Regions from separate parts of the Mus musculus genome. Here regions 1, 2, 3, 5 and 6 are each linked to region 4. Evidence: chromatin contacts called from public promoter capture Hi-C data. All regions are on one chromosome and are shown on one strand. The core of a region is the stretch at or near the end of the contact, and the rest is flanking DNA. Distances in the headings are between cores, read along the strand shown.

Region 1 (3,271 bases), core at 707-3,206, 1.3 Mb after region 4:
CTAGGTGAACTCAAAAAACAAAAGCTAAGAGGCAGCACAGCCACAATCACAAGGGTGAGAGCCTGCTGAGATGTGTGACTGGGACATGGTGACCCACTGGCTAGTGTAAGTAGCTGTGTGGGGCCTCTCTTTGCCCTCTGTACTTTAGGGTAGTGACAAGGTCTCCATAACCTACTGTCTTGAGTGTAGCAATGTAGGACACGCCACAGGACTCAGGCATGAAGGAAGCATGTTCAGTGTAGTGAGCGACATCAAGTGCAGGGGTACCTTGCCAGATATCCTCGGGCTCAACCAGCCCCCACAGCACACACAGCCTTGTATGTGTTATGGTGTTCACAGCTGCAGGCTCTTCTCACCTGAAAGGCCATGAGCCCTCCAAGAAGCTACTCTGACGCCAAGGACGGAGAGTCGGGAAGCTGTGGAGACCCCAGTCAGGTCTCTCCCCTTCACCAGGCCTGTTTTCCCTCCTCAGGGGCAGAGACTTTCCATAGAACAAGAGTGCAGGGACTTCATCATTCCAAACCCCGAGCTGGCCCAGGGCCTTGCACCCGGGAGATGCTATGCTAAGGGAATGCAGAATGAATGGATGGATGGGTGGTTGGGTAATGAACAGGCACTTTGATAGGGCCCATCCCTGGACTGCCACACCTTAAGTATAACCCAGAACACCCAGAGGCAAAGTTCTCCTGGCCTGTGGCCCTGTGTTCTCAGCAGACCCAAGTTCTCAGGCCCTCTACCCAAGAGGACAGGCCCTTCCTGGACAACCAGAGGCCAGCAAGGGGGCCCCGGCTGCTCAGCAACAAACATTTATCCAGGGAGGGTGCTGGCAAGCTAGAGAGATAAACTACAGGTATTTACTGGGTGTCCACTGTGGGCCAGGCTCTGTGCCCAGCACCTCTTAGGCCTGTGGTCATTTGAGTCACACACCATTACAGAAAGGAGACACTGTACTTGGAGCCACTTAAGATGAAGTGACTGGAGGGGTGGTGCCTACCCTGGAGCCCGGAAACGTCTCACCCCAAGGCCTAAGCTCCGCTCCGCTCCACTCTATGGAGCCGAGCCGGAACTTCAGAACCATGGCTAATGGACCTTCCCACCAGAGAGGCGGGCACTCCCAGAGGCGTGTCAGATGGAAGCTCTTACAAGTCAGGCTCCCAGGGGCTGCATGCCCCCTTGGCGGCTGGCCTCTGCCGCGCTGCTCAGGGCGTGGCGCCGCAAATTCTCCCAAACCTGGCCTGGGTTTGCACACTCCCTGCAACTGGGAGCTTTCTCCAGTGAGCAGCCCGCAGCGTAGTGAAGGAAACTGTCACTCCCTGCACAGCCGAGCAGGAGTGCGGCCTCTCTGGCTCGGGGGAGGGCGGGGCACAAGGGACAAAGTCCAGGCCCAGATCCTCGCCCGCCCTATCCAGACCCTCCCCCGGCCCAGGACAGCCCACCAGCACCCCGGGACCCCGGAGAGCGACTCGGCCGCGCAGCCGCAGAGCACACGAGCGAGCCGCTCGCAATTTCTCCCTGCTCATCGCCGCCTCACTGCGCCTGCGCGGCGCGCGCGCCGGCCGAGCCCCTCCAAGGCTCGCTGTTTGACAGTTCCCACCGCGGTTCCAAGGCGCCCCGAAGGCGGTCCGCGCGGCCCGGAACGCCCGGGGCTGTGGCGGCAGCTCGAGGAGAACGTCCTCGGAGCCGGGGCAGGCTCTTACCTGCAGGGTATTCGACGTGGGTGAGGGTCACTGGCCGCCATGAAGCGGGGAGCGAGCACTGTCCGTCCGCTGCCATCTTACCCGGAGACCGGGCTTCGCAGAGCAGCCAATGGGGAGCAAGGGGGGCGGTGGTCCTGACCTATCACGCCGGGGAGACGCCACGCACCCAATCCGAGGCCGATTGCAGGTAGTGGCGCAGCCATTCAGTGTGCAGGTCGTGAGGCTGGCCCGTGCGGCGAATCAGAGAGCGGGGACTCGCGCAGCTTTGCCAGTGTCCAATCCCGTGCGAGTTCAGGTAGTTGACTAACCAATCAAGAGAATGGAGCACTCGCAGCGCAGGACAGAGCGCAGAACAGCCAATCAAAAGGTAAGCTTAGCTCGGCGTGTGGGAAGGGCGAGCCAATCAGGCGCTATCTCGGGGGGCGTGTTGTACTTTGGTGGGAGCTTTGGTTAGGCTGGCACCTGCGCCCAGAGTTAAAGCTCCTGAGAACCCAGAGCGCAGTGGAGGAGCAGCCTCAGCACCACCGGGTCTCAACCGACCCATTTGGAAAACAAAAATGTGTTCCTCACTATGAAGGCTAGGCTTGCCCCAGCATCATTCTGCCTCGTCCTCCAGGTTCTGGCTTCCTGTCCATAAATGTAAACTGAAGTCAAAGACCTAGTGCAGTTTTTTATTGCCCTTTACTGACAGACAAGAGGTGCAGTTCCGCAAAGGAACTTTTCTGTTAAAAAAAAATTATTGGTCCTCACTTCTGGGATGTAGCACATATTGTAGATATCTTAGATGGGATGCTATACGTTTCAATTACGCCGTAGCGTAGTGAGGCCACTTGGGACCATTTTCAGTATAATCCAGATGTTCCATCTACCCTTCTCTGTTTCCCCATTCTTGAAGAAACATTCTTGAAGAAACAGCCACACCTCCCACCCACGTCCCCTTTCTGAACCAACTCTCTCCAGACAGACCTACTTACTGTCTAGGCCAGATTCCAATTCCTCAAATTTCTCTGCAAGGAATGGGCACACACACTCCTGCCCCATTTGCCTGGCCCAGGCTGACTTGTCAGTTCATAGCTTCAGGTTCTGAAAATTAAGAGAAGGGCCTCCACAGAAGCAGGGGGATCTCTGTGAGTTGGAAGCCAGTCTGGGCTACCTCAGAAAGGGGGTGGGGGAGTTCCAGTGGTCTCCCACAATTGCACCTCCTTTGCCTACCTCATCTCTGGCTACACTTGACTGTAATTATTTCCTTGTCTGCCTCTGCCAGTATGCAACGGTTCTCTGACCTCTGACTAAGGCCCAGAGCATGTACAGTAAAAAAATAAAAATAAAAGCAGGTTCCGGGTCTGCCTTAGACCTGGGGGTACCCAGTAGGTCTAGGTTGGAGCCTTGGCCCTCCATATTCTATGTTCTGAGGTCACTAGCTACAGTGGCTTAGTCTGGCAGCCCGTGGAAGCCAGAATTGTAGGTTACTCTAAGTAGGCTGGGGACTCAGAATCCCCCAGTGGTGTTCAGCTTGTCTTCCGTCTCCCTACCCAGCCTGAACTTATCCAGCTGGGCCCACCTCCTAGTCACCT
Region 2 (3,333 bases), core at 640-3,139, 1.3 Mb after region 4:
TCACATCAGACCACAACTCCATGAGGAAAGTTTGATAAACCTCATTTTAAATTATTTTAAAATTATGTATGTATGTGTGTGTGTGTGCCACACACAGCATGTGAGTGGAGGTCAGAGGACAACATTCAAGTCAGTTCCATTCTCCCACGCGTGGGTTCCCAGGATGGAACTTAGGCTGCCAGACTTGGCAGCAGGCACTCTTACTGAGCCCCGGGTGGCTCAATTTCCGTCTACTAAAGGACACATATGGTGACTTGCCATATAGTCTGTGTAACTCAAAAATGTCCACAACCTTCCTAAGGTTGTTTGGTTGTTTGTTTTTTCCCTCTAGTACATAGGTTCTGGTCCCCAATGTCCCTTCCCTATTCATCTTCAGAGACACTCATTTCAAAAGGAGTCTGCCTGCCTGATAGCTACTCTTTTTTTTTTTTTTTTTGTGGAGACAGGGTTTCTCTGTATAGCCCTGGCTGTCCTGGAACTCACTCTGTAGACCAGGCTGGCCTCAAACTCAGAAATCCACCTGCCTCTGCCTCCCGAGTGCTAGCTACTATCTATGTCTTGATGTCAACACTAAAGTCGATTAAGACACATCCATAAGGCCAGGCAGTGGTGGCGCACTCCCAGCACATGGGAGGCAGAGGCAGGTGGATTTCTGAGTTCGAGGCCAGCCTGGTCTACAGAGTGAGTTCCAGGACAGCCAGAGCTTCACAGAGAAACCCTGTCTCGAAAAACAAAAACAAAACAAACAAAAACGACACATTCATAGAGATTTTGTATAACTTAAAATAAATGTCTGGTTTTGAATTCCACGTGTTCATATATTTAGGGGGGGGGCGCCACAAAAATGGTGCTTCTTTTGATTTTCAAATTTTCTTCCTCCTGAGACTTTCTTTGGGACCACAAAAAAGGAAGTGTGGTGGAAGGTACATCAAACACTATCAAAGTACGAGCTGAGTTTAGCCAACCTAGCCACTCTGTAAGAATTTTCCAGTCCTTCTTAACTACACGGAGTCAGCAAACTGCTTTCTCCTCCTCCAGGAAAGGGGGTCTCTACTGGAGCATCTGGCCTCTGTCTCTGCCCTAGTTACTTGAGATGGACCACAACGAGGCCACAGTGTAAATAAAAGTTACAGACGACGATGCCACCAACCCTCTCATTTTGTACAAACAGCCTCTTAAAATTAGTGGTTTAGACACCGTGGGCAGTTTCTCTCAATTAACTCTGCAGATACTGAAACCCCCAGAGCCAAGCCTGCAGGACGGAAGGAGGGACGGAGGGAGGGAAGACATGCAGGGTGGGCAGGACATGCATGAAGGAGCCTGGCGTCCGAGCGAGGCCCAGGTCCACCCGAGCGGAGTCTCATAAAGAACGCAGCCTCCTGGATCCCTCTCGCCCCGACCCCAGGCAACTCTGCCCCCAGGTCCAGAGCCTTTCCCCTGACCGCGCTCTGCCCGCCCGCCCTGGCCGGGTCGCCCTCACCGCCACCCGCCTGCAGCCCAGGCCGTCAGCCCTGCCTCCTCCGTCCCCAGAGCTCCTCAGACTCGGGAGACCCCCCGAGCCACACCCCTTTCCCACCCGCACGCCCGGGCCCTCCAACCGCCCTACCTGGCGGCGGCTGCCGCTCGCCCTCGGCCATCTTCTCCGTGAGGAGCCGGAGCGGATGCTCGCCGGTCCCTCTCAATGTTCACCCCGCAGCTCTCCCCGGCTCCGCCAAGCTTCCAGCAGGGAAATGAGCGCTGACTGGCTAGGACCGGAAGCCGAGAATTACAGTCACTCGCGCGAAGGCGGCAGCCATGCCGGTGCGAGGCACTCAGGGAGCATGCCCACCAACGGCCGTCTCGCGGCGGCCGCGCCGACCGAGGCAGCGGCCATCTTGGTGCGGGGCGCCGAGGAGCATGCGCACTAACGGCTGCCGCCTGCAAGCCAACTGCGGCGCTGGCAGCCATGTTTGTGCGGGGCGTCGGGTTCTGTTTGCTTGTTTGTTTGTTTGTTTGTTTGTTTTGGTGAGGGGTGATGGAGGGAATAGGTATGGCAGCAGTATTCTTGCGGAGCAAGGCCACCTGTCATCTTCTTTGTGCATGCCTCCACCCAAGCAATCTGAGACAGTCCCCAGTCAACAGTTGTGTTCTCCTGCCATTCCTAGAGTGACGTTCAAGGACACCAGTCAGACTTGAACGCACGTGACCGCCTCGACAGCTAAGGTGGCTTTCGGAGGCGGAGAGCACGAGCGGGACAGCGCCTACCGTTGTGACCCCGTGACGGGAGCCCAGCGCCGGGCTGCTAACAGCTGAGCTAGAGGTCCGTCTCCGCAAGCCCCGCCCTCTGCGGCCACTCCCCGGCTTGGGCCCACCCCGAGATCGGGGCGAGCGGCCGGGGACTGCGAGCCACCAAAGCTCCGCCCCGTGAGTCCTGCCCCACCGGCAGCCCGCCGGGCCCGGTGGCCGCGGGGCCGCCTCTACTGGCTAGCGGCAGTGACTCGGCGACCTTGAACCTAGAACCGGAGCCGCGAACCCACTGACCCCAGCACCCCAGCAGTGGCGCAGTCTTTACCCAGCGCGAGGGGCGGAGCGGACCAAGTGTCCGCAAACAGACTGGGACGATGTTAGCCTTTGCTGCCAGAACCGTGGTGAGTTCGCCCAGCAGGGCCATGGACGGGACAAGACGGGCGGGCCTCCAGCAACGGTCAAGAAAACCCCAGACCGGCTGGTAGGGTGCGATCTGCAAGGTGGATAAAGGAGACCAGGTAAGGGGTGGGTTCGATCCCAGAAGAAGACTGAGAAACCTAGGTTCAAGTCTTTTGTACCTTTCCACTCCACTCCTCCCTAATGCTCCCAGTTATTCGGACTCAGACACCTGTCGGGGCTACTGGTTAGAGAGCTCAGCCCTAGGCTATGCTTCTGCCCGACTAGAGCCACTTCTCCAAGCCTACCCAGTCTCCTTGAGTTCATCAGATGCCCACCCTCCCCATTGCATATTGCTAAGAGAACCTCAGGTGGAGACTAGTACTGAAAATCCCCCAAACAGGCAGGAGGAGGCAGGAGGTGGCAGGCTGCCCCTCACCATCCTTATCTAAAGCAGCTATCCTAATGGTGAGCTCCTGTCCTCTCTGATTCAGGCTGTCTATCCAGCTGTGAACTGGACTGCCCTGTCAGACACTGGGTTGGCAGCTAAGACTGAGATTCTACTAAGAGTCCTGGCAGCACCTGAGACCCTCCTCCAAGTCGTCCCGCCTTCCGTCACCCTCTGGGACCACCTTACTGCATAAGCATTTTAATGCTAGGGAGACTGAAACAAGGAGACAATCAAATCCCATGGTTGTGCTAATAAACTGA
Region 3 (3,474 bases), core at 743-3,242, 1.6 Mb after region 4:
CCCCCAGACACTAGGCTGATTTATATTCTCAGGGCTAGCCTTATCTTTATTGAGCTGGTTTTCTTTCTTTCTTTCTTTCTTTTTTTTGTTTTTTTGCTTTTTTTTTTTTTTTTTTTTTTTTCAAGACAGGGTTTCTCTGTGTAGCCTTGGCTGTCCTGGAACTCACTTTGTAGACCAGGCTGGCCTTGAACTCAGAAATCTGCCTGCCTCTGCCTCCCAAGTGCTGGAATTAAAGGCATGTGCCACCACCGCCCGACAAGCTGTTTTTCATATTTGATGCCTTGAACTCTCTCCTTTCCCTTGACCAGGTGAAGAAAGCCTCTTCTAAGCCTCTTTGTCCAGTTCAGCTGGACGTAGTTGGTTCCAAGTCTGTTTTAAGACATTACTCTAGGACTTTCACAGCTTTGGGCTTTTTAAGTGTGATTAAAAAAATTATATCTTATTATTTTTATGTTTATGGATGTTTTGCCTGCATGTGTGACTGCACGTCAAGTGCATGTCTAGGGCTTTCAGAGGCCGGAAAGAGTGTCAAATCTCCCTGGAACTGGACTTGCAGACAGTTATTAGCTGCCACGAGGGTCCTGGGAAGTGAACCTGAGTGTCTTGGAAAAGCAAGCAGCCAGTGTTCTTAATCTTTGAGCTCTGAGTATGATTTTTGGAATCCTTGGTGATGTTTGCAAAGCAGTCCTTGTTAGGAAGACTTTTCTATGGCTTTTTATTATCCCTCCCAGTGCTGCTAATCTAATCGGCCTTCCTGGCCTTGGCTGCTCTGCTGAGGGGCATCCTGTCCCTGGGTGGTGCACTGAGAACAGGACCACGGCAGGCTTCCTAGTCTCAGAAAAGAGGAAATAGACCCAGAGGCCTAAACTAGCAGATGGTTGTCTAGAGGCTCCAGGCTTGGTTTGGGGGATCAGGCAAGCCACCTGTAAGATCTTACTGGGTGACTTTGGACGATTCCATATCTGACTGTAAGAGGCACAGGAGTAATAACAATTGAGCTATAGGGGTAGTTCATTGGTAGAACATAGGAGCTGGCATGCAGAAAGCCCGGGGTTCAACCCCAGCACTTCAAAAAGCAAACCAGCTAACTAACAAGCAAGCACACGGAAGGCTAAGGATTTAATAAGATAAACACTCATTTCTAAGCCTCTGCCGGCAGTGGTGGCGCACGCGTTTAATTAATCCCAGCACTCGGGAGGCAGAGGCAGGCGGATTTCTGAGTTCAAGGCCAGCCTGATCTACAAAGTGAGTTCCAGGACAGCCAGGGCTATACCGACAAACCCTGTCTCGAAAAACAAAAGAAACAAACAAAAAAACCCAAACAAACATAAGCCTTTGGGTGCTTGGCTTGACACACTATAGGCACGCACTAACTTGTAGTTAACATTTCGTGTGTGTTGAGGACTGAACCTGGGGCCATCTATCATTGAGATCAACTTCTCCTGTGGTTAGTCTCGAATTTTAATTTAACAAGCATTTTATTTTATTGTTTATGTAAATTTATTATTAGGCCTCCCATCCATTCAATCCCACGTTCGATCTGTGTATGATCTATTTCATTCCATTCATTGGAAATGATGCCAACTCAAATGGCGCAAAGTACAGTTCTGGAGTAGTCGGCTGCTTCCAGCCCGGCCGGTTCTCCGGACCAGCATGGCCCACTAGGCCTGCGGCGGTCCTGCCTCTGCGCCCGGCCGCTCAGCGCCATCTTTGAACCTGGAGCCCACGCCTCACTTCCGCTCTTTTCCTTATACCACGAAGAGCTGTTCCGGACCCCCAAATGGCCTCTGGGCATAGGGCAATCCCAAATCGCTGCGGTTTTGTTGTATTGGCTGATAAACATTTTCATTATTTTTCTTCTGGGCCTTAAAGACGATGCTGTAACCAGTTCAAAAACGGCGCCCACAGCTTCACTTCCTCTCGTCGGACTTCCGTTTGTGGGGGGCGAACCCGCTAAGGTCACGTTCCAGGGCGCAGGCGCGAGAGGGCGGGACCGTCGCCATGGCAATGTGCGCGTCGCCCAGGCCTTTTCGGCGCGTTGGAAGCGCTGGAGCTGCTGCCCTGGCTGCTGGCGGGGCTGGCGGCGCCGAACGGCGAGGGCGGCCTGCGCCTCTTCAGGATGAGACCCTGGGCGTGGCGTCCGTGCCCTCGCAGTGGAGGAGCGTCCAGGGGATCCGCGGGGAGACGGTGAGGGCGCGGGCCCGCTATGGCAGCGCGGGCGGGAAGGCCTGGCGCAGCGTTGTGTTTTCACGGCTTTTTTGTTTTTGTTTTTTCGAGACAGGGTTTCTCTGAGTATCCATCCCTAGCTGTCCTGGAACTCAGAGATCCGCCTGCCTCTGCCTCCCAAGTGCTGGGACGAAAGGCGTGCGCCACCACTGGTCCGCGTGTTTTCATGTTTTAATGAAAAAACTCACAGATGCTTTCGCGTTAGCCTTTTTTTCGGTCTCTGAGGAGAAAGAAACCAACCAACGAAAACAAACAACAACAAAAGCAAACCAGGACAACAGAACTCTTAGGGGTCCCATGCTGTCGTTAAATGACATGTAGTTAATTTACATGGTGGATCGTGCACGTGTCACAGCGCCTGTGGAGGTCAGAGGAGAACTTTACACAAGGTTGTTATTTCTTTGCACCACGAGGGGCCTGGGAATCCAACTCAGGGTGTCATGCTTGGCTAAGTGCCCTTACCAGCTGAGCCATTTTTGGAAGTTTTTTTTTTTTTTTTTTTTTTTGTGAATAGCAGTTTTTAGGCATTTCAACTTGACATTATTGGTGTTTGAAATGGTCAGATACCTTGAGGGCTAGCTTGAACGGTTTTCTATGTTCCTTTGTTGTTGTTCTTTTGTTTGTTTGTTTGCTTTTGTTTTTGTGAGACATGAGTTTCACTGTGTGCCCTGGATGTCTTGAAACTTGCTCTGGAAACTAGGCTGGCCTTGAACTCAGAGATTGCTGGAATTAAAGGCCTCTCTCACCACTGCCCTGCTATGGTTTTCTAGTGTAACCCAAAAACATACAAATAATGAGATAACGGAGGCCTGATGCTGACCAACTGGTGTGTTAGGGATTCATCAGCAGGGAACCTGGAGATAGCTGCTTTCCCGGTGGTTGCAAGGATTACAGTAAGCCATGTATGTAGACAATGTACTGTAATGCCACATCGGTGTGTCATGTTACCGACAGAGCAGGGCTGAGGAACTGTTGGAAAAATGGATGTTGAGTGGCATTTGAGAAGACCAGATCAAGCGTGAGCACTGGCCGACTCTGGAGCTGGGGTCAGCACATTTGTTTGAGGTGTTGGAAGGGGCTGGAGAATCCTTGAGGAAAAGGGAGAGTGGTCCCAGGTTAGGCCAAAATGGGTAAGTAGAGACAGGTCAAGTAAAGTCTTGAAGAACTCACAAACGAAGACTGCTGTTGACCAGTCTGCCTCCAACCCAAGCCCCAGTGGTGCCTGCAGTCTTGTCTTGAGCCTTGTGG
Region 4 (3,217 bases), core at 320-2,819:
AGGCAGCACAGGGATCCCCAACTGCTCCTGGTCCACCCCATTCCCAACTACACACCTGTTCTCCCCCTTCCGCTGCATTTACGATTTTCTTGTGGCATTTACTGTTTCTGTTCCTTGCTATATCTTAACCTCCACCAGGACACGGGTGTTCACTTTGGTACCCCAACCACACCGGCTATGTTGAACACATGCTGCAACTATGAAGGAATGAATCCTAAGATATCTGCCATCTAATACCTTAAACTTAAAGCTTAGAGGCAACACTATAAACACTATAATCTCATTTGTACCAAAAAAAAAGAAGAAAGAAAAAGAAAGAAAGAGGAAGAAAGAACAAACTAGGTGCAACGGACAAACGGCCACACCTTTGAGTTAAGAATTTGGGAGGCGGGCTGGTGAGATGGCTCAGCAGGTAAGAGCACCCGACTGCTCTTCCAAAGGTCCTGAGTTCAAATCCCAGCAACCACATGGTGGCTCACAACCATCCGTAATGAGATCTGACTCCCTCTTCTGGTATGTCTGAAGACAGCTACAGTGTACTTACATATAATAAATAAATAAATCTTAAAAAAAAAAAAAAAGAATTTGGGAGGCAGAAGCAGGTGGATCTCTTGAGTTCAAAATCAGAGCGGTCTACATAGTAAGTTCCAGGACAGTCAGTGCTACATAGTGAGATTGGAGGGTTGGGGGTGAGGGGGGGGGACGACGGGGGGGGGGGGACGGACAGACATCGGGAAGACTGGCTACCTAATGCAGATTTATCTTTGGTGGTAATACAATGGTGGATTTTGCTCTCCTGCCCCACTTTTCAGTTAATACTCACTAACCTACCAATTCCTGTTGTCACCACTGTCTTCCAGGTGAGGATACCGGCCTTAGCAAGGTGCTAAACTAAGGATAACAATGTCAGATGTCCGACTCCATAGACAGCCCTAACTGCCACATGTTGTGACTTTCCGTGCTAAATTTGTATTGTTGGGTACAATATGTTGCCTCAACCCCCGCTCCACCAAAATTACTGCTTCCAAGTCAGGCTTGTCGCTGAGGTAACACTGAAAGAGATGACCAACCCCACTGTCCATTCAGAGGGTTGTAAGAAGGGCCCTGCAACCAGCCCTCCCCAGTTCTCCCTCCCTAGGAAGGCTCAAGAATCTTGAGTTTCAGGATAAGGGTCCAAAAGTTCCGAACGCCATAGATCAAAAGAGGGAATCAGGAACTGACAAAGGTGCAGCCAAGATGCCGGGAGTCAGAAGCGTGAGGCTCGCAAAGGAGGGAACTAGTATGGATGCTCCGATGTGTCCCGGGTAACTCGGGGACTTAGATACAACGGGACAGGAGGCCTGGGTTCCGGGACAGCGGGCCACGTGCAGAGAGCTCTGCAGCCGCCTCCTGAGGCCTTGGGACCCCCAAATCCTCACGTACCGCATGAAGCCTGTGTCCGTGGTGATCGTGTCCCCCGGCACCACCAAGTGTTTCTTAGAGTCGCGGCCCAAGCTCTCACTGAGAGGTTTGCGAGCTTTAGGGAGCCTCATCTCCAACGCCATCTTGGCGCCAATGACTTGCGCAGGCGCAGCTCTACACCGCTCCTCAACTCCCGCCTTCCTTCAGAGAAGCGACCAATGGGAATGGATAGTGTGGCAGCCATGTTGAGTATTGGCAATATTAAGTTAACTCGTGGAAGTGAGGGCACCAAGCTGCCATGTTTACTATTGGCAAGAAAGCACCTGCGGAATGATGAATTCTCATGTCGTAAGGGAATATGACATTAGTTTGGTTTGGTGTTTGGATGTCAGTTTTGTGTTTGTTTTAGAGGAACGACCCCGTGTAGGGCTAGCCTCAAACTCTGTATAGTTGAGGATAACCTTGCTGAGGTCCAGATGTTCATGCCTCCACCTCCCAAATGCTGCGATTACGTGAGTTTGTGTAGGTTGTGGGTTTGGTGGTGGTGGTAGTGGTAGTGGTAGTGGTAGTGGTAGTGGTAGTGGTAGTGGTAGTGGTAGTGGTAGTGGTAGTGGTAGTGGTAGTGGTAGTGGTAGTGGTAGTGGTGTTTGATGCCCAAGAGGACAAAAGAGGATGTTGGAGTCCCTGTAACTGGAATTATAGAAGTTTGTGAGCCATTATGTGGGTGCTGGGAAACGAAACCAAGTCCTCTGGAAATGTGGCCAGTACTCTCAACCTCTGAACCACCTCTCCATTCCAGGTGTAGGATTTTTTAAAGACAGTGCCTCATGTCATCCAGGTTGGTCTCAAACTAGCTGTGTAACCCAGGGTATCCTTGAACTCCTCCTCCTCCACCTCCCAGGAGCTGGGATTACAGGTGTAAGCTGCCATACCAAACTGTATGAGTTTTTACCCAAACTGTTCCATTTCATCATTTTATTTATTGTTGGCAAGTCTAGAGATTGAGAAATGAACCTTGGCATCCAACTCAAAACCACTATAATCTAATATTTTGTAGACTATAGATTTAGGACCGGGATTTACAGGAAACACCATCTGAGGAGAAGCTAGAACCCTCTGAATACTGCTCCTCGTGGGCCTTGTCTTCTAGCCCCTTAGGTGCTGTCCTCACCTACTGCCCTATGGCTCTAATGTGCTTTAGTAAGGACCTCTTCTGAGTGATGACATGTGTCTGCTGAAAGATGACTGTTGTAAACAGTCATGTGACAAGCAAGTCTGTAGGGAGGCATAAATGTAACTTTTATTTTCCTGTTGTAATTGTTGACTGGGAGGTTTACTGTCTTTGTTTGCTAACCTAGGTCTAGTTCTGGAAGCTTCTAGACTCTGTACAGTCTTATCTAGGCCTAAAATGTTTTCAGCCTCTGAATTGCTGCTGAATAAGCTCCCCCTTTCTAGTTCTTTCTGAGCTCTGGCTGGCTGATTCAACTCAGTTGTTCTGTCTCAAACTCTTTTCCCAGCTCACTTATTAGATTTGTCTTTTCTCTCAGCCTCTAAATTCCTGCTTGGCCTCAAACTAACTCTAGCAATCTTATCTAACCGTCTGGCTCATTCTGTCTTTACGTGTGTCTCACTTGTTCTTTCTTAAATATGTCTCTATAAAACTCTTGAAGTAATGCCAGACAGTAGTGGCACACACCTTTAATCCCAGCACTTTGGAGGCAGAGGCAGGAGAATTTCTGAGTTCGAGGCCAGGCTGGTCTACAGAGTGAGTTCCAGGAGAGCCAGGCTACAGAGAAACCCTGTCTTGAAAAACTAA
Region 5 (3,741 bases), core at 1,017-3,516, 1.5 Mb after region 4:
CTGGGCATGATGCCTGCCCCACAGACCTTGGCTGTCATGAGGAGTCCCCATGGCAAATTCTGCAGTCTGGAAGCCAGACCCTGCTGGGGATTCAGGGACCAAACTTACACCCAGACCAAAGGGGTCAGTGGAGGGTTCTAGAGGAGTAAGAGAACATGGGTAAGTGTCCCTAGAGCAGGAACAGTGGTGAGAGAGATCCAGGCAGGAAGCAGAGGGCGTGTTTCCTGGCAGGAGACAGAGGTGCCATCCAGAGAATGTTAGCCCTGGAGGAGAGAAGGAACAAGAAAGGAGTGTCAGGGAGGACCAGGCCATACAAGGACTTCCACTTAAAATCAGTGGTACACTCTCCAGAGTAAGCAAATACTTAGTGAGACACCGCACAGGCAGCAATCTATTCGTCACTTCACCCAGAGACAAGTGTAGATCCCACTGGAGACTTGGAAGGGACAGCAAAAGCAGTCTGAGTTGGGAGTGTGGCCCAGCCACAGGGAAAGCCAAAGTACTGTCAGGAGGTCACTGGGAATGGGGTGACACTTGCTGGGACCTGAATGGGTCTAAGAGGGATCTAGAACATGTCACACCTGGGGGTGGGGTCAATTTGTGCCAGGAGGTCAATACAAGAACACAGAAGCCAACACGGGTGTCTAGCAGTAAAGCACCTAGAGCCAGAAAGGTGCAGACGCTGTCCAGGCCACCTCTGCACTGTCTCCTCAGCCGGGATCCAGACACCTGGCTGAAACTGAGCCACTACTTGTTCATGGTTAAAGAGCCAGAACTGAGGCTGCAGGCTCGCCTGCTCCTCCAGGATCCCACTTCCGGAAGTGTACCTCAGGCAACATCGTCCATGTGGGTACCTTCTCCTCTGGACTACCATGGGGCTGTCCTAACAATGCTCAACCCTCAGCTTCTATTCCTGATGTCTGTCTCCTCTCAGACTGCAGTGCTGAGGAGGCCAAGGACACATTTCCCAACATAAGTCCCAGTCCAAGGCCAACCATAAAGACAGGGCAGGTGAAAGAGCCCAGGGATGGCAAAGAGGTTAGTATATGTATCCCACCTAGGTTCCTCTGCGGTCCCCCCACAAAACCTGCAATCATTTTTGCTTCCTCCCTTGAAGCTCCTTCAAGCAGCAAGTCAAAAACCCAGCCACCTGCCCGGATTCCTGATTCACAGGGCAATCCCAGAAGCCCCCACTCTCTACAAAGGCCACTGAAGTGTAACGAAACTGCTCTGTAGCAGGTGTCCTCAGCAGACGAAAACCACTGGGGAGGTGGTGGGTCACAAACGTCTCTTGGTCTCCTGCCTTGTCCTCTACAGACCCTGGGAGACAAGAAGGTCCAGAGTCAACACCCAAAACCCAAACAAGCTATGGAACTGGGAAAGCAGGGAGTCAAGCCACCCCAGTATCTCCTCACAACACTAGCCTCCAGTCCCTGCTTCCCCTGGACTGCCACAGGGGAACCTAACCTTCACCAACTGTGTGGCCAGGTCACTTCCACTGTCCCAAGCCTCGGAACATACTCTTATCCTCCTTATCCTCCGTCCCCAGCACAAGAAGCAGACCTCCTGCCCTTCCTCCTGCGCTGTCTGCTAGTCTGTGTGCTCCAGAGAGCAGAACAGTCAGCAGGGGTTGAAGGTTTTGCTGCCACCTTTCCAAGGCAGAAGGTCTTTGAAACTTTCAGGTCCTCCATTCTTTCCTTCTCAATTTAGCTTCCAATTTCATTGTCCCCTGGCTTCCCAAGCTGTGTTCCTTCAGCCTGGACGCGTCATTGCTGACCTCCAGCTCTTCCAACCTCACCTCCCTAGATCTGTCACTCCTGCCCAATGCATACATGCGACGGGCTAAACCAATAGGAGAATCGGTCTTTTCCAGCCTGAGATTCCAAAGACCAGGGAATAGTCCCGCAGATCAGAAAGAGGGAGGGGTTCAAGGAAAGAGTTCGGCACCAAGTACTAGGGGAGCCCGGGTGGAACCTCTGGGAAGGTGCACGTGCGCGGAGGGGCGTGGATCTGCAGGGACCGCGGCGGAAACTCGGGTGAGAGGTGCGAGCGGAGGTCGGGCCCGCGTCATTGGATTCAGGGAGGTGACAGCGCGTCCCTTTCCATACTCGACCCACTCACCAAGGCCCGCTGTTCTCGGCCGCCACGCAGGCAGCCCTAGTCCTGGGTCTGGCTACCCACAGCCAGTCGCGCCGTGGGTCTTTGGCTCCTTGTTTTGTTTGTACCGCTTCTTAGGTCTCCGCCCCGGAAGTGATGTCACCGAGCGCAAATGCTTGGGGATCCTAGGCTGTCGCCCAGTCTTTAAAGGGCACACAGAGCTTCGCACTGCTTCTGACAGTTCTCTTGAGCTAAGCTGCATCTGGGCGGAAGTAGCCCATCTAGGGCTCGGCCTCTTTAAAGGAACAGACTTCTGCAACCTTGGGAATACGTTTGGGGTCGCGGGTTATTGGACAGAGCAGCGCTATTGTTTGCTGAAGCAGGTCAGTTCCTGGTTGCCGTGCGGGGTTTCATCTAGATCGTGTGTTGAAGTTAGCTAAGGTTTGCGAGTGCTGTAGCTCTTTGATCCATGTGCTCCTGTTTGTATGTGATGTGTAGCTTCTCTGAAAGAAGGATCTATCCCCTGAGAAAAACTTGCACACGCGGTCTTGGCAGCTCTACACTCAGTCACAGAACCAGTTAGACTAGTTCTCTCTGCACCCACGTCCACTCTCCCAAGGTAGTCCTGGCCAAGAAGATGCAGACTGCGCTAACGGAGAATTGCCTGCAGAGCTAGCGCCAATAGTCTCTGTGGGTCCTTCTGGGTTCTGTCGGTTCCCGGGCTGCACGGCAATTGGATTCATGTACTAATGTGGGACAACTTCCAAGATAACTTAGGTTAAAATAATAATAATAATAATAATAATAATAATAATATTTTTTAAGTTAATGGGACAGAAAGAATAGCCTTCAGTCCTACTGAAGCCTGCTATGGTCAGATGTGCAAAACCCATGTTCTACCAGGCATATCACAGACATGCCACATGACCTGCAGGAAAAATGGGGCTGAAAGAGGCTGAAAGAGAGGGTGAACGAAAGAGAACAGGGCTGTCCCGCGTAGGTGGACTCCAAGGCTTACAGTCCTCCATAGACCTGGAGTATCATCTATGAACAAATGTGACCACAATGGTAGACACCAGGTGGCCCCGCTGGTGGGTTCACCGTTTTATACACACCAGTTCTGTTTACCAATGGGTGAGGCACAGAGTTTGGAAAAGGATTCCCACAGATGTTCACTCCCCTCCCACCCGCAGGAGGGTTTGAAGACACCAGGTCTCTCCCTCTGCTTCCTGGGAGCCTTAGCACTAATTTTTGGATCTCCTGTGTAGTCGACCTAGTAGGGAGCTCAGGGTCTCACAGCCAACAGGACACTGTTTCCACCCTATGTTTCTGTGAGAGCAACAGACAACCTGGCAGTCAGTTCCTGTGCTGAAAACTTTTTTTTTTAAGATTTATTTATTATTATATCTAAGTACACTGTAGCTGTCTTCAGAAGAAGGCATCAGATTGCATTACAGATGGTTGTGAGCCACCATATGGTTGCTGGGATTTGAATTCACGACCTTTGGAAGAGCAGTCAGTGCTCTTAACCGCTGAGCCATCTCTCCAGCCCTGAAAACTTTTTTTTTTAAGATTTATTTTATTTATTTTATGTAGCTGTACAGATGGTTGTGAATCTTCTTGTGGTTGTTGGAATTGAATTTA
Region 6 (3,738 bases), core at 71-2,570, 1.7 Mb before region 4:
GCCCTGGCTATCCTGGAACTCACTTTGTAGACCAGGCTGGCCTCGAACTCAGAAATCCGCCTGCCTCTGTCTCCCAAGTGCTGGGATTAAAGGCGAGCGCCACCACCGCCTGGCTACGTCCATTTTCTTATGCGTGTCCTGAGCACTCCACTTTACGCTAGACCATCACTCCTAACTTTATAGCCATCTACCCAAGCTTCCTCAAGCTTGCGCTCAGCTCTCAGCCTCTCTGGATTCCAAATTTTCTAAAAGAATCCTCACACCATGCATCTCTTGTTTTATCTAAGGGAAACAGTTTAAGACTATCCTTCGGGCATCACTGTGTTCTTCATGCAAAATAGCAGACGTTTGCCTCAGAGATCCCCTATTCCCTCACCTCACTCTTAAAGTGGTTTAATTTCTGCTGATTCTCTTGTTTTCCTCTCCCTCTTCTTTTAAATAGTGCAGTATCTAAATCTTTCCATAAGCGACGCCATAGCAGCAAAAATTACGTTATCAAAATGATCTTGTCTACAAGTCCAAAGAGCATCCTACCCTCCTTTCTCTTGTAGGCGTAACAGAATTTTGCTGTGGTTCTGACTTTAGGGATTCACAGCCACCCACTGGCTTCCACGGTCTTTGTAACTTAGTATCTCTGCCTTTAAGCCAGATGATTTAAGCTCTACTCACTGCGTTTGCCTGGCCCAGCCATAAAAGGGTCTGGGTGCAGGGAGACAGCTTCCAGGCCCATTCTCCCTGCTTTGAACGCTATGGTCTTGGGCAAGACCCTCTTCAGGCCTAACTTTTACCTGTTGTGAAAACCATGGGTCAGTCTCAAGGACCTCGAAGTGTGTTATTGGATTGACTGTGATTGTCAATTTGACAGATTTAGAATCACATAAAGAAACCTAGGGATAGGTTTGTGAAGAATGGGACTAAGGTGATGATGTCTTGCTCACAAAGCCTTTTTTTTTTTTTTTTTTTTTTTTTTTTTTTTTGATGTTGTTGTTGAAAACGATAAACTCTAGGTAGGAATTTAAGAAGGACACTGGGTGAGGCCTGGAAGGATGTTTGTAGACTGAGTCTATTTCTAGGCAGGGGGTGGGCGTGGCGGGCGGCTGAGCCCGACGAGAACAGCAGAGCATCCTTGCAAGCCTGAGCGTCTGCAAGACCGAAGCGCAGGCCGCGGCTGGTGGGGTGGGGGGTGGGGGGGTGGGGGGAACGGGGACCGCTGCTGCAGCGGCTGCGCACTGGTGCAACCAGCCGGTTCATTTGCGTGTCTCCGCCCCTACGGCAAGCTGGTTGGAGAACCCTGGTATGGTGCCGCGCGCCGATTGGCTGAGCCGGCCGCCGCTCAGGCCCAGGAGTGGACGGTTCCTACTGCGGCTGGGCACCGGCTGGGCTCCCGCGTCGGCCTCGCGTTTCAAGCTTGCGCCTGGCTCAACCTCAATCCGGCCCCGGTCTCGGAACGAAGGCGCCGCTGCCGCTGGGCCTCTCGCAAGACCATGAAGAAGCGGTGGCAGCCACTGCGGCCCTCGTCAAGGTGACCAGCCCGGACTACAGCGGTGAGAGGAGCGGCTGGCGGGGCGGGGCCCTGGGCGCGAGCCGCTGCAGGTGCGGGGGGCGGAGGGGGGGGGAGAATGGGGGCGGGCGGGGCGGGATCCCCGGCCGGAGGGGGTGGGGCGGGGCCTCGGCTCGAGGGTGGGACCTCGGCTTGGGGTTGGAGGGGGGGGCGGGACCATGGCCAGCTCGGGTCCCAGGGACGCGAATGACAGCGTGTGGTTGTCGGGGAGATGGCGGAGCGGGGGGGGGGGGTGGTGGTGGTGGTGGTGGTGTTGGGGGGGAAAGGGCGCAGGTGCAGGAGGCGGGTCCCGCGGCCTGATGGATTGGGGGCGGAGCCTGGGCGCGAGGCGTGGGGTCTGGAGGGAGCTCAGGTCTCTGGGACCAGAAAGGGAACCTGTGTGTAGGTTAGCGGCGGGGAAAGGGCTCAGGTGCGAGGGGCGGGGCATGGGGTGGCAATGGGAGGGGCTGCAAGGAGAGTCTAGGGAAAAGCACAGGTGCAGTGGGCGGGGCTGGGGAAACCCTGTAGGGGCGGGGGCGGGGGGAGGCAGGGGGCGGGGCTGAGGATCATTGGCAGGTCCGGAAGCAGGGCTGCAGGTGAGGACTAGCCTGAGGGTGAGTGGGACCCTTTTTGGAGAAGGAAGAAGCTGCCCTCTCCGCCGCCGTCTTGGGGCTTTGGGTTTTCTGCAGGCTCTGGAGGCATCCATGGTTGTCTCTTGGAGGGGCAGGCCAGGGCAGCCTGTGTCTTTGCTGAGTCGTACAAGGATCGCAGCTGCCCTGGTTAATAGGCCGACTGCTTTCCTGAGCCAAACCGAGCCCTAAGTGGGCACACTGCCTTTGTTGTTGTTGTTGTTGTTTTTGTTTTACTCCCCTGTTGCTGTTGAAGGAGCTTGGCTGGATTTCGGGGTGGTTAGGTTTCATTGGTTGATCAGCTGTTGGAAAATGTGTGCTCTTCAAGAGTAGTCGTTGATGCTATGCTCGGAAGGGTTCTGGATCTCATGGTAGCAGATGCTCATGCAGATCTTCACAGTGCTGGTCTCAAAAAGATAGAAAAGGCAGCGTGGTGGGGGCGAAGAGGCGGAATGAGAACTTGGCTCTTTGGAGCTGGGACAGACACCTGGGAGTTATTTTTGCCTTTTTGTGTGTTTTGTTGTTGTCAAAGTGACCATCCCTGGTGCCTAATTGTGACCTTCCAGGGCCAGAGGGGAATTCCTTGTCAAGAGGTGAGTTAAGGTCTCTTTCTTGCCGGGCAGTGGTGGCGCACACCTTTAATCCCAGTACTTGGGAGGCAGAAGCAGGCAATTTCTGATTTCGAGGCTAGCCTGGTCTACAGAGTGAGTTCCAGGACAGCCAGGGCTACACAGAGAAACCCTGTCTCAAAAAAAAAAAAAAAACAAAACAAAACACACACACACACACACACACACAAAGAAAAAGAAAAAAGAAAAAAAGAAAAATAAAAGTCTCTTTCTCTTGAGAGTTTGAATCACATTTGTGTTGGGGAATTCCCTCCTCCAAACTAGAGGTGGTTTAGATTATGGTACTCCCTGTGCAGCCTTGGGCAGGAATGCAGCCTGGGGAGCCATGATGAATGGAAAGGGAAGCGTGTTTCCCTTGTTGGCTGACCTTTGGACCCCAGGTCCAGTGTGGATCTTAGCTGATGGGCTAGGCCTATAGTAGAGCCCATTGGAATACTCCCACTACCAACTTGATTCTGCCACGTTTCAGAAAGAAGACTTTAGGATGAAGAGCACGGCAGACCTTCATTAGGTATTTATGGAGACAGAAGGGAGAAATATGGTAGGGCCTCTGTGCTCCAGAAGTACCCTTTATCTGTGTGTGACCTTTGGGTGCCTTGTGTTTCCTCGAGAGTGCTTGGCTAATCTAACCTGACATGCTTTCACCCTGGGTTATATGGACTGAAGACAAGGTGCAGAAACTTCTTTGCTAGCTTGCATTTGCCTTCATTTTAGAAACGTGGGACTTTTGGGGGGACCAAATACCATGATGCTGGCTTCCCTTGCTACCATTGGCACTGGTGATTCAGAGCATCATGGGATGTTGCAGGGATAGGCTCCTGTTCCAGAAGCACTTGTGTGGCAGGTGCGAGGTCTAGAAGCAGCAGCGCGAGTTGTCCCATCCTGTCTTGGCAGAAGCTATGTGTCACCTAGGGACTTTCTCCTGTCCTTTGTGTTAAAA

Evidence for each region. Promoter capture Hi-C pulls out the DNA fragments that hold promoters and counts their contacts.
Region 1: a promoter capture Hi-C map of pre-B cells shows a contact between it and region 4, with 5 times the contacts expected there. The contact joins the promoter of Dolpp1 here to the promoter of Exosc2 in region 4. A contact is called at or near these places in 3 of 39 promoter capture datasets (the C10 cell line, liver and pre-B cells) and 1 of 115 datasets of contacts at active chromatin or transcription factors (microglia).
Region 2: a promoter capture Hi-C map of liver shows a contact between it and region 4, with 4 times the contacts expected there. The contact joins the promoter of Ptpa here to the promoter of Exosc2 in region 4. A contact is called at or near these places in 2 of 39 promoter capture datasets (liver and pre-B cells).
Region 3: a contact with region 4 is called in a promoter capture Hi-C map of liver, with 4 times the contacts expected there. The contact joins the promoter of Wdr34 here to the promoter of Exosc2 in region 4. A contact is called at or near these places in 2 of 39 promoter capture datasets (liver and pre-B cells) and 1 of 115 datasets of contacts at active chromatin or transcription factors (microglia).
Region 5: a contact with region 4 is called in a promoter capture Hi-C map of cranial neural crest. The contact joins the promoter of Kyat1 here to the promoter of Exosc2 in region 4.
Region 6: a promoter capture Hi-C map of pre-B cells shows a contact between it and region 4, with 2.8 times the contacts expected there. The contact joins the promoter of Ralgps1 here to the promoter of Exosc2 in region 4.

What each region holds. Positions count from the first base shown.
Region 1 is chr2:30,390,939-30,394,209 of GRCm38.p6, reverse strand. Dolpp1 (dolichyl pyrophosphate phosphatase 1) reads right to left here and starts at 1,956. Exons shown (of 8, transcript NM_020329.4): 1 at 1,698-1,956. The coding sequence starts at 1,773.
Region 2 is chr2:30,414,606-30,417,938 of GRCm38.p6, reverse strand. Ptpa (protein phosphatase 2 protein activator) reads right to left here and starts at 1,889. Exons shown (of 10, transcript NM_138748.5): 1 at 1,607-1,889. The coding sequence starts at 1,637. It overlaps Crat (carnitine acetyltransferase), which reads left to right and starts at 2,191. Exons shown (of 14, transcript NM_007760.3): 1 at 2,191-2,627. The coding sequence starts at 2,601.
Region 3 is chr2:30,047,397-30,050,870 of GRCm38.p6, reverse strand. It overlaps Wdr34 (WD repeat domain 34), which reads left to right and starts at 1,992. Exons shown (of 9, transcript NM_001008498.2): 1 at 1,992-2,187. The coding sequence starts at 2,002.
Region 4 is chr2:31,669,067-31,672,283 of GRCm38.p6, reverse strand. It overlaps Exosc2 (exosome component 2), which reads right to left and starts at 1,569. Exons shown (of 9, transcript NM_144886.3): 1 at 1,423-1,569. The coding sequence starts at 1,544.
Region 5 is chr2:30,204,372-30,208,112 of GRCm38.p6, reverse strand. It overlaps Kyat1 (kynurenine aminotransferase 1), which reads left to right and starts at 2,266. Exons shown (of 13, transcript NM_001356474.1): 1 at 2,266-2,480. Gm31201 (a long non-coding RNA gene) reads right to left here and starts at 2,264. Exons shown (of 2, transcript XR_374214.4): 1 at 2,122-2,264; 2 at 1-263.
Region 6 is chr2:33,369,076-33,372,813 of GRCm38.p6, reverse strand. It overlaps Ralgps1 (Ral GEF with PH domain and SH3 binding motif 1), which reads left to right and starts at 1,320. Exons shown (of 20, transcript NM_175211.5): 1 at 1,320-1,544.